Linked DNA regions of Sus scrofa: region 1 is linked to region 2. Evidence: chromatin contacts called from public HiChIP or PLAC-seq data. All regions are on one chromosome and are shown on one strand. Each heading gives the region's core, a stretch centred on a gene start, on an enhancer-like site or on the middle of the called end of the contact. The rest is flanking DNA. Distances are from core to core; before and after follow the strand shown. Region 1 holds the start of INTS10 (integrator complex subunit 10). Region 2 holds the start of THAP1 (THAP domain-containing protein 1).

Region 1 (6,270 bases), core at 57-2,556, 310 kb before region 2:
TATAAGCCCAGGAGGAGGCAGCTACTCTAAGAGGAAAATGCAGGTTTCAAGGTCTGCAAGCTAAAAATCAGGGAGAAGAGGGAGTTCCATTGTGGCTCAGTGGTAACAAATCCAACTAGTATCCATGAGGACTCTGGTTTGACCCCCGGCCTCATTCAGTGGGTTAAGGATCCAGCATTGTTGCCATGAGCTGTGGTGTAGATGGCAGACATGGCTTGGATCTGGCCTTGCTGTGGCTGTGGTACAGGCTGGCAGCTGCAGCTCCCACTCAACTTCCTATGCCCCCGGTGGGGCCCTTAAAAAAAAAAAAGAAAAGAAATTACTCCTTAGATATGCATCTTAACTAGCGCCTGGATCCTGTTTTTCTCCATCCTGAACTCCCCTCATGAGGCAACATCAGGAACTGAGGGGGTCGTGCTACAGTGGCTGATGGCTTGATAGCAGGCAACACTTTTGGTACACAATGTATATACTGTGCAACGTATACATTCATATTTAACATGTGTACAATTTTTCGATGTATAGAAGTATATAGTAATTTTTTCTTTCTTCTTTCCTTCCTTCTTTCTACAAACAAAGCAGCTTTGAATCTCTAATCTTGGATCCAAATAGAAGCTATCAGTGGTACTAGAACTTGCTAAAATTCTTGTGTATAGACTTTGGATTGGAAACTCCAATGAAATGTTTAGAACCCACGTTTTGGCACATTCTTCCTACTAGGCAAATAAACGCCTCTGGCTCCTGAGTGCGGCCTCCCTTCACGAGAGCAGGGAGATTATTTTATTTGGTGAAAAGGACACTGATTTCGATTGGAGGAGATGATTAAACAGCTGTTTTCTGTAGGTCAGCCATCCCCAACGATGTAAACTCCGGCTGGACCAGGATAATCAACTCTGGAGTTCCCCAGCACGCAGCAAAGCACTCTCCAAGGACTATCACCGCAACCGCTCGATAAATGTTTGTTGAAGAAACCAGGGAATAAAGGCGCAACAACAGTGGGACAGGGCGGTACCGAGGCTCCATGGCACCGGCGTTCCCACCGAACTCAAACTGGCGCAGGCTTTTCTGTCCATTCGAACCAGCAGCGACTCCGCGTCAACCTCCGCCCTCCAGCTTCTGCCCCGCCCCAGCGGTGGCTTCAGGGCGCCGGGACGCGCCGGCCACTGGGGGCGGCACCAACCGCCCGCCTCCCGGCGCCGAGGAACCAGGCTCTGCGCATGCTCCCTGGAGGTACCAGGGTCACACCCCAGTCCGCAAGATTGAGAATCCGATTCTCCACGTCTTGGAGGCGACCTGGAAGAGTCTGGACCAACACCCAAGCTCCTCAAAAGAGGAAGGGGCTGGGCGGAGGCGGAGAACCGACACGAAAAGGCTGCTTACAAAACCCGGAAGCCCTTCCGGATCCACGTGCGGACGTCCTCCCGACTCCATTCATGCGCAGTAGCGTCGGCGGCGGCGTCGGCGGCGTCGGCGGCGTCGGCGGCACTAGTTAGTGGTGGTGTCTCCTAGCCGGAAGGTCCGGTTGCCTCTGGGCGCCCGACGCCGCCGGGGTCATGTCAGCCCAGGGCGACTGCGAGTTCCTGGTGCAGCGAGCTCGGGAGCTGGTGCAGCAGGACCTGTGGGCCGCCAAGGCTTGGCTAATCACGGCCCGCAGCCTCTACCCCACCGACTTCAACATCCAGGTGAGGCAGGGCCGCGCGCTCAGGTGGGAGCGCCCTCCCAGCCCCCCTCCGCCCTGCCCGGGGCCGCCCCGCGGGGCGGCACCCAGGACCCCGGGGCCCTTCCCCAGGCCAGGCCGGCGCGGGAGAGGGGAGCGTTAGCATCCTGCGGCCCGGACCGCGCCTCGTGCGGCCGGGGAAAGCTGCCAGCCGGCCCCTGGGTCCGGACCGCGGCGGTGGGTTGGGGCGGGATGGGGGCGGGGCGGTGTTTGAGGTTCCCACGGGTTAGAGCTCCTGCGCTGTGTAGTGAGCACCAGCGATAACTCTGGGCTGTAGCTATGGAAGGGGATGGAACGCCGCCACATCTGCAGCCAATCAAAGTGTATACGTGTATCAGGGGAACGAGAAGCGCCTAAGCTTACAGTGTTAGACGCCAGGTGCCTTCAGTAATTCTGATCTTAGTGGCCACCTGCTATCTCTGAGCCGTTCCTGCACCCATCTGGGAACCGGGGCTGGGAGTGAGCCTGTTAGCCCTGTGGTAGTGTCTCCAAGTGATGCCTGACTCTGGGACCTCCAGGGGTCGGGGTGGGGGCCGAAGGGGGTGAGCAGGGCTGGCCCGGGGCCAAGGGCCTGACCCCTGGCTCTAACTTGTGTTGCAGTATGAAATGTACACGATTGAGCGGAACGCAGAGCGGACGGCCACCGCCGGGAGGCTGCTCTACGACATGTGAGTGGGGACGCCGCTGGGTCTCTCAGGAGGTTTTGTTCCTGTCCTTGGAAGTAGGAGCTGAGGGAAGATCTTCAAGTTCACCTGCATATGGGGTGCCTAAAGCTTACCCAGTCACGGATCCAGGCCTTGCATTAATTGCTGCCATATCTAATGCAAAGAGGTCTTCTTAGGTTTTATTCGTGTTAAAACTCTACTATCCAGTTTATTTTATTTTGGAAAATTTAACTTTGCAGAAGTTCAGACAGTACTGGAGTGTAGAGAACAATAGGTGGGAGTCCATCCTAACCTTAACCAGAGTTAAGTGTGTGTATATATGTGTCTGTAGACATACAGTACTCATCAGTAAATGGGGGGAGGGTTGTGACAGTTCATACTATTCCCACTTTGCTGCAGCTTTCTTTCTTGGCCCACATGTAGGCATATAGAGATCTATGTCATTCTTTTTCAGATCTGAAAAACATTTCTTCCTTTTTTTTTTCTCTTTTTTTTTTTTTTTTTTTCGTTTTATGGCTACACTGTGGCATATGGAAGTTCCTGGTCCAGGGATTAAATCCAAGCCACAGCTGCAACCTATGCCTCAGCACCAGATCATTTAACCCACTGTGCTGGGCCAGAGTTCCAACCTAAACCTCCCACAGTTATCCAACTCGCTACAGCTGGATACTTAACCCACTGTGCCACAGGGAGAACTCCTGCATAGCATTTTTTTTAACCACTCTTATTGTTGGACATTTGGATAGTTTTCAGCTACTTGAGATAATATTCAGCGTTTCAGTAAGCAGTTTTATAGTCACATTTTGGTAGGTTTTTTTTTTTTTCCCCTGTAAAACTATATTCTTAGATCTTCATGGTCAAAGGGTAGATTTTAAATTTTGATGCACTATGGAATGTGGAAGTTCCCGGACTAGGGGTTGAATTGGAGACAGCTGTCGGCCTACACCACAGCCACAGCAAACTGGAATCTAAGCCATGTCTGCGACCTACACCACAGCTCACGGCCACGCCAGATCCTTAACCCACTGACTGAGACCAGGGATTGAACCCACCGATGCTGGTTGGTCTTGTTACTGCTGAGCCACAACAGGAATGTCCCTTAGTTTTTATTTTTATATCTTTGTCTTGGTTTGTTTTGGTACGTGATTGTATTCATGTGGAATAGGGTAAAATATATTTTTCTCCAATGCTAATGTTTTATTTTCTTTTTTTGGATGCTGTATGGAATCTGACATTTTAATTTAATGCATTCATTTTAAAAATAGGTTTGTGAATTTCCCAGATCAGCCGGTGGTGTGGAGAGAAATCAGCCTTATTACATCAGCATTAAGAAACGATTCACAGGATAAACAAACCCAGTTTTTAAGAAGTAAGAATGAAGTGATAATGATGTATAAATTACCATTTCTGGAATACCACATTCTGTGTAGTAATTTCCCCCAAAAAGGTCACATCTGTGTTATTGGTACCCTTGTGTATGTTTTGTTCTTGGCAACTCAAGCTTGTACAAAAGATGCCACTTGGACCCTTGAGCGTTTGCTTAGAACCCTTTACAATTCCTTAAAGGATGTAGATTTATCACTTTGCCTGGGGAACTGAATATATATATATATATATATATATTTTTTTTTTTTTTTTTTTTTTGGTCTTTTTGCCATTTCTCGGGCCGCTCTCGCGGCATATGGAGGTTCCCAGGCTAAGGGTCCATTCGGAGCTGTAGCCACCGGCCTACACCAGAGCCACAGCAACGCAGGATCCGAGCTGCGTCTGCAACCTACACCACAGCTCACGGCAACGCCGGATCATTAACCCACTGAGCAAGGGCAGGGACCGAACCCGCAACCTCATGGTTCCTAGTTGGATTCGTTAACCACTGCGCCAGGACAGGAACTCCTGAATATGTTTTTAATAAGTTCCACAGTAATCAGAAAGCCTCTGTAGATTAGGCAGATCCCCACGGTACAGGAGAGAAAGTTCTAGTAATTTGTTTTATGGTCATTTAGTGAACATGCCCCGTACGTTCTGACCCAAAAGCCTTCCAGAGTGTAGATGAAGTACAATGATAGTGATTTTTCACTTAGCATATCTCATCCTATGCACAACAGTGTCTTAGTTCCACTTTTGCTTCCATGTTTTCTTTCTGAAAGAAACTTTTAAAAGTGAAATGTGTCATATACAGGTTTATTTGAAACTCTTCCTGGCCGGGTCCAGTGTGAAATGTTACTAAAGGTTACAGAACAATGCTTCAACACTTTGGAACGATCAGAGATGTTGCTTCTCCTGTTGAGACGCTTCCCTGAAACAGTGGTGCAACATGGGGTAAGATTTGATCCTTTCCTTTTTCTCAAAAGAAAAATTGACCGGTGGATTCATTATATGTTTAAGAGCTGTAGTGTGTATTATTTTAAAGAAGAAATTCTGAGGAGCACTGGATAAGATTGAACTCACAGCGAGGAAGTTGTCGTAAAGTTTAAAAGGACGTCCCTGTTACCAAGCTATGAATTTCGAGTTGAAGTTGTCTTACCAGTATAAGGAAACAGTCACCAGGCTTTGACAGTGCTTCTTGTCTGCAATTTGTGGAATACAGTAAAGTTGAAAAAAAGTAATCCATTCCAGAGTTCCCCTAGTGCCTCAGCAGTAACGAACCCAAGTAGTATCCATGAGGACTCAGTTCGATCCCTGGCCTCCGTCAGTGGGTTCCAGTGGGATCCAGTGTTGCCATGAGCTGCGGTGTAGGTCAAAGACATGACTGGGACCTGGCATGGCTGTGGCTATGGTATAGGGCAGCAGCTGCAGCTCTGATTCAACCCCTAGTCTAGGAACCTAGATTTTCTGCGGGTGCAGCCCTAAAAAGACCAAAAAAAAACAAAAAAAAAGTAATCCATTCCATTGTATTCAAGTAGTCCTAAGATGCGTTTTTCACATGCTTTTGCTGTATGAACACTGACTTTCCTCTACTCTGCCCATTCATAGGTCACTGAATGTAGTTCTATGTGCTGTACTGTAGGAGCTTGTTGTGTTTTTTTGTTTGTTTGTTTTTTGTCTTTTTGCCATTTCTAGGGCCGCTCCTGCGGCATATGGAAGTTCCCAGGCTAGGGGTCTAATCGGATCTGTAGCTGCCAGCCTCCACCAGAGCCACAGCAATGCAGGATCCGAGCCGCGTTTGTGACCTACACTACAGCTCACAGCAATGCCAGATCCTTAACCCACTGAGCAAGGCCAGGGATCAAACCCACGACCTTGCAGCTCCTTGTCAGATTCGTTAACCACTGAGCCATGACGGGAACTCCAGACCTTGTCGTTTATTCCCTCCATGTATAATAATAATAGCTTACATCTAGTAACCCCCACCTCCCAGTTCATCCCTCTTCCAAACCCCTCCGCCACGGCAACCACACGTCTGTTCTCATCCATGAGTCTGTTTCTATTTTGTAGGTAAATTCATTTGTGTCATATTTTAGATTCCACTTATAAGTGATTTCACGTGATGTTTGTGTTTCTCTGTCTGACTTACTTCATTTAGTATGATCATCTGGTTGCATCCGTGTTGCTGTGGGATTCAAATCATTAACTCTCTTAATTCAAACTTTTCTGCTTATTCTCTCCCTCTCCACCCTTCTGGCTGCTGGCCCCCCGTTAACCCTCTCTCTTCCTTCGTGTATTTGTTTCAAAGGCTGCTCTAACAAAGTACCAGAAGCTGGGTGTCTTAACACAGCAAGCTTATTTTCTCATAGTTCTGGAAGCTGGAAGTTCAAAAGCAAGTTATGGGTAGGGCCGTGCTCCCAGTTAGGGCTCTGGAGCAGATGCCTGCCCGCCTCGCCCTGGCTTCTGGTGGGTGCCAGCAGGCCCTGCCATTCCTTGTCTTCATCACTCCAGTTTCTGTCTCTC
Region 2 (6,025 bases), core at 737-3,236:
TGGGGGGTTGTTTTTACAAAGAAAAATGTAACATTCATTTCAATTCAGTGATATGTATTTCTTAATTACATGCAATTCACTTTACTAGTAAATTTACCATTTTGAAGGAAACATTAGGATAACAATCAACAAATAATAGAAATTTTTATTTCATTTCCAAGTTATAGATAGCCAGAAGAAGAAAGGGGAGGAGGAGCAGAACTTGGCAGAGGCAAATCCAAGCAAACTGAAATAAACCACAAACTTCAAAAGGGCTCCTGACTCCCCCCGCCCAACTACTGATACTTTCTTTCATGTAGATATTCCTCAGTCCTAGGATCCCACAGCTGATGACCCAGCTTCCAAACTTACCCACCCCTCCAAGGCCACTAGTCTGTCAGGGGACATAGCTCTTTTTTTTTTTTTTTTTTTTTTTTTTTTTTAAGGCCATCAGCATCTCGGTAAAAAGCACCACCATCCATCCATCTAAATGCTCAAGCCAGTGGGAAGTTCTCTGGTGGGTTACTGGTTGGGATTTGGCGCTTTCACCCATATGGCCCCAGTTCTGTTCTGGGAACTGAGATCCCACATTAAGCCGCTGAACGTTGTAAAACAATTTTTAAAAAAATGCTCACACCCAAAACTCAAGCTTAAATTACCCCTGATATCTTTATCTTAATTTTTTTTTTCTCCTTTTAGGGCCTCACCCGCAGCATATGTAGGTTCCCAGGCTAGGGAACTAATCGGAGCTGTAGCTGCTAGCCACGGCCACAGCAATTGGGATCCGAGAAACACGTGAGGTAGACCACAGCAACCGGGTCTCAACCCATTGAAACCCGAGTCCTCACGGATACTAGTCGGGTTTGTTAACCACTGAGCCAGGAGGGAGGGGGAACTCCTTCCTCATTCCTTTTTTTTTCGTCTTTTTAGGGCCACTAATGGCCACACTCGAGGCATGCGGAGGTTCCCGGGCTAGGGGGTCTAATCGGGGCTAGAGCTTGCCCGCCCTGCACCACAGGTACAGCACCGCCATTTCCGAGCCGCGTATGCGAACTACACCACAGGTCACCGCAACTCCGGATCCTTAACCTGCTGAGCAGGACAGGGATCCAACCTGCAACCTCATGGTTCCTAGTCGGATTCGTTTCCACTTGCGCCACAGTGGGAACTCTGTGTCTTCCTCATTCTTGTTTCCACTACCAGCAAGCCCTGGTGTTTCTACCTGTTAGCATAGGCATCTACTCCTTGGTCCAAAGTTGCCAATCTCCTGTCTGCTTGCAACAGCCTCTTAATTGGTCTGCTCTTATTAATTGGTCTGCTCACTCACTGTTGCCCCTCCCTGATAAATTCTTGGCATAATAGCCAGAATGACCTTTTATTTTTTTATTTTTTAGTCTTTTGCTGTTGTTGTTGCTATTTCTTGGGCCGCTCCCGCGCATATGGAGGTTCCCAGGCTAGGGGTCGAATCGGAGCTGTAGCCACCGGCCTACGCCAGAGCCACTGCAACTCGGGATCCGAGCCGCGTCTGCAACCTACACCACAGCTCACGGCAACGCCGGATCGTTAACCCACTGAGTGGGGGCAGGGATCGAACCCGCAACCTCATGGTTCCTAGTCGGATTCGTTAACCACTGCGCCACGACGGGAACTCCCCAGAATGGCCTTTTAAAAACGTTTATTAGATCATGTCTCTCCCCGCCTAAAATGGCTCAGCGGCTTCACGCTGCAGTATGCCCCCACCCACTCACTGGGCTCTGCCATTGCAGGCCCCATTCAGTTCCTAGAAGACAGACCTTTTTACTGCCTCCAGGCCTTAGCACGCACTTCTTGTGGCAGAAACCCTCTCCCCCCGACCCGTTGTTTGGTTCTCAGATTTAACATTCCCTTCTCAGAGAGTAGGCAGTGACCCTCTCCTTACTACCCTCATCTCGGCATTCTAATGTATTCAGGCACCTGAGCACACTGTGATTTTATTTACATTTTTATTGTCTGTTTCCCCTTACTAGGACTTAAGCTACGAAGACTGGGCCTATGCTAGTCTTGCTCACCAATTAAAAAAAAAGAAATTATGAGCCATGAGATTACTCAACAGCCCGTTATCGACACAGACGAAAGGAGCCGGCCAAAAGGGCTGCAGCTGTTGGCGAGTCCCAACACGGCACCTGGAGATCATTAAGATAACTGCAGCATTAGTGAGAGAAGCCCCTAGAGACTGGGCTCGCGGTGTGTGCAGGTGCGGGCTTTCCTGGCTAAACTCTTCACCTGGGCTCCGCAAAGCCTCAGAATACCTGAAGCAGGTAAGAGAGGTTAGCGGGCCGGGAAGGGAGTCCACCAAGTTTTACACATCACGCCATCTGGGACCGCCCTTTTAGAGAAACAAGGCAATTATGCAACGACCTCAGCTTTACACCTGTCCTGCTTCAGGCCAGCAGACCCAATAGACGGTAGAGTGCCGCGAATCTGAACCGCCCAGCATAAGTAACCCCAAGCAGCACCGCCGGGGCGGAATCGGTCCTGCGCTCCCACCCCCCTCTCCCAGGTAATTACTCCTTCCTTCCGGAAGCTCGGAGGCCCCGCCCACTTCCGCAACGCTCAGTCCGCCGCGCGGCGGGACTCAGCCAATGGCCTGCTTCCCAAGAAACGTTACCTCTGACCTCAGGGCTAATCAAGAGACAGTAGGACTAACGCCTCGCGAGAGGTGAGGTTGAAGCTGTCTCCGCCATCTTGGAGACGGGAGACGGGCGATGGCTGTGGTCCTTCTGCTAATGCAAACAACAAAACGGACACATTAGTCGCTCCCGAGTGAGCCTCTCGTCATTGTAACTGTTGACCAAAGCTACGGAAGAAGAGAGGGTGTCAAAGTCGAGCGCGACGACATTGATAGCAGCCTCAACTGCCTGCTGGGGCGGCAGAAGTGAAGTAACCAGGACCGGAAGGATGGTGCAGTCCTGTTCCGCCTACGGCTGCAAGAACCGATATGACAAGGACAAGCCCGTTTCTTTCCACAAGTAAGTATCCTGAGCGCCTCCTGGGCCTCGCAGGGGCTGGGGGCGCGCGGCCCTGCTCGGGGGCGGGGCCAGGCGCGTGTCCGCGCGAGACCTAGTGGGAGGGGCGGGGCGCCGTCTGGCGCTGGGACGGGGAGCGGTGGGCGTGCCCCTGGCGTCACCCGCGGCGCTCCGCCCCGGGATGCGCGTTCTCGGTTGCGTCGCCGCGGAGGCTGTTCCTCGCGCTCCAGTTTCTAGCGGAGCTCAGGGTAGCTAGTTCGCGGCCCACCCACGAAGCCTAGAATTCCCGTGAGTCGTGGGGTGTCCAGACCGAGAGGCAGCTGGGTCTCACCACCAGGGTCGTAGAGAAGCCAGGTAGTAATGCCACTTTAGCCGTAAAGTTGAAGAGGAAACAGCCGGGAAGTCACGAACTTTGATCCCCTGCGGTGGGGGGAGTCCAGCATCACAGCATTTAGGCATTGACGTGGGCGGGATTTCAGGGAGGATGTTTTGGACTCTGCTCCTGAGGACTGCTGAGTTTTAGAGAGAGCTCCAGGCTGAGCACACTATGTTAACGGGCAGTAGTGGTACACTGTGCATGATAAAATCAGCCGGGCTGTCACGGACCTGGAAGAAGCCCTCGGAGGGGGACACGTTCCCAGTTCTAGGGCCGGTTTCACCTTAGAGGTCCTAGGAGGAAACAGGTCTCTCCAAAGAAAGCCGAAAAGTAGAGTGACAATGATAATCCGATGTCTGCACGATGGCATTTTCATTCAGCCAAATTCTATATTTACAGATGTTATCACATAAAAAGTGTTTTGCAATAATCTCAACCGTAAATGGATGATAGCTAAAGAAATAAAAGCCAGTGATAAATTATACGATTTATAGCGAAATAATTTCAAGAGCAAAATCTTAAGTATTCCTTCAGTTTGGAGGGTGGGGCCTTTTATGTTTAACAGGGAATGTGGATACATTTTTGTACATTTGGTGTAACACTAGAGAGCTGAGGGAGCATAGAGAAATCTTGAGAGTGTTGCTGTTTCCCTTCTAAGGGGAGAAACACAACACTTCCAGATTCATTTGAGGGGGTGATATCTTAATATTACTCTTGATTTATTAGAATTTCTGAAAGCTGATGGATTGGCCTCCAGTACTTTCAAAGTCAAGGGAGTAGGTCTGGAGGTGGTGACACCATCGCAGGCTGTTCAGCTACCCACCTTCCAATTTTTTTTTTTTTTCCTTCGTCTTTTTAAGGACTGTTCCAGCTGCACATGGAAGTTCCCAGGCTAGGGGTGGAATTGGAGCTGCAGCTGCTGGCCTACGCCACAGCCACAGCAATGCCAGATTCAAGCCACATCTGTGACCTACACCACAGCTCATGGCAACGCCAGATCCTTAACCCACTGAGCGAGGCCAGGGATCGAACCCGCACTTCATGGTTCCTGGTCAGATTTGTTTCGGCTGCACCACAACGGGAATTCTAGTTATAGGATTTTAAAGCAAGTACATTTTTTAATTTAATCACTGCACCAGTACTGGGAGAATATGGAAGTTTCTGGGCCAGGGATTGAATCCGAGCTGTGGCTGTGATCTACACCGCAGCTGTGCAATGCTGGATCGATAACCCACTGTACCACAGCAGGAACTCCAAAACAAGTCCATTTTTAACAAACTAAGGTAATAAAGGCACAACTAAAAACTGTCCCCCAAAAATGAGCAAAGTTAGCATTTTCATCAAATACTCATTGGTGTGTTAACACCAGTATAAGCTAGTTCCTTCCAAAGCAGGAAAGTCTGGATGTGCCCTTTTTTGGAATAAGGTTAGAAAACTGAACTATGTTGTCTTCTTAGGTTTCCTCTTACTCGACCTAGTCTTTGCAAAAAATGGGAGGCAGCTGTCAGAAGAAAAAACTTTAAGCCCACCAAGTATAGCAGCATTTGTTCAGAACATTTTACTCCAGACTGCTTCAAGAGGGAGTGCAACAACAAGTTACTCAAAGAGGATGCTGTTCCCACGATATTTCTTTGTACTGAACCACATGACAAGGTAAGATGTGTTTTAAAATATTGGGGGAGTTCCCATTGTAGTTCAGTGGTTTAAGAACCCGACTAGTATCCACGAGGATGTGGGTTCAATTCCTGGCCTCACTCAGTGGGTTAACGATCCAGGATTGCCACCAGCTGCAGTGTAGGTGGCAGATGCGGCTCAGATCTGGTGTTGCTGTGGCTGCGGCGTAGGTCTCAGTTGCAGCTCCAATTTCGACCTCTAGCCTGGAAACTTCCATATGCCTCGGGTATGCCCTAAAAAAAAAAAAAAGTAATAAAAATAAAATATCAGGTTGTTTTCTGTTTATAAAAGTAATGTTTATTGTGAAAATTTTGAAAATTCGAGCAGTGTTAAGAAAATAAATGTGGAGTTCCCTGGTGGTGCAGCAGGTTAAAGATCCTGTGTTGTCACTACTGTGGCTCGGGTTCAATCCCTGGTGCAGCCTAAAAAAAAAGAAAGAAAGAAAATAAATGTTAGCTGGGACCTATCCCTTGTAAATAACCACTGTTCACTTTAAAAAGTGAAATACTTTTTAAAAATACACAGTACAGTTTATTCGAGTTAAATATCCTCACACAAAGAAGCTCGGTGTAGCTTCATTAACATAAGCTCATTCTGTATTCCTACTTAAATGTCGATAAATTTTATTTTTCTTTATCAGTGATAGTTCAGTTTCAAAGTATTTTCCCCCTAAGTTTTTTTGTCTTGTTTTTTTCTTTTCTGGATTTGGCTATGGAGTACAGTGGATTGATGTGGGATCTCAGTTCCCAGACCAGGGATTGAACCCAGGCCTCAGCAGTGAAAATGCTGAGTCTAACTACTCGAACACCAAGGAACTCCCTCCTACCTCACTTTTAAGTGCTTAGTATTTAATTAAATGTTATTAATAGTGCTGTCATTCTTGCATCCCATTTCTACTTCAGATAGAAAAGTATAATTAGGACTTAAACTATTTTCTTATTTTAGGATGTTTCTCTACCAAGGAAACAAAAAAGTGTATTTTTAAATTCCA

Evidence for each region. HiChIP or PLAC-seq counts read pairs in DNA pulled down with a chosen protein or histone mark.
Region 1: a contact with region 2 is called in an H3K27ac HiChIP or PLAC-seq map of alveolar macrophages. The contact joins the promoter of INTS10 here to the promoter of THAP1 in region 2. A contact is called at or near these places in 2 of 2 datasets of contacts at active chromatin or transcription factors (alveolar macrophages and skeletal muscle).

Annotation. Positions count from the first base shown.
Region 1 is chr17:12,082,856-12,089,125 of Sscrofa11.1, reverse strand. It overlaps INTS10 (integrator complex subunit 10), which reads left to right and starts at 1,306. Exons shown (of 17, transcript XM_003134201.4): 1 at 1,306-1,682; 2 at 2,318-2,385; 3 at 3,648-3,751; 4 at 4,562-4,701. The coding sequence starts at 1,554.
Region 2 is chr17:11,769,282-11,775,306 of Sscrofa11.1, reverse strand. THAP1 (THAP domain-containing protein 1) reads left to right here and starts at 1,986. Exons shown (of 3, transcript XM_003359869.4): 1 at 1,986-2,987; 2 at 4,818-5,013. The coding sequence starts at 2,917.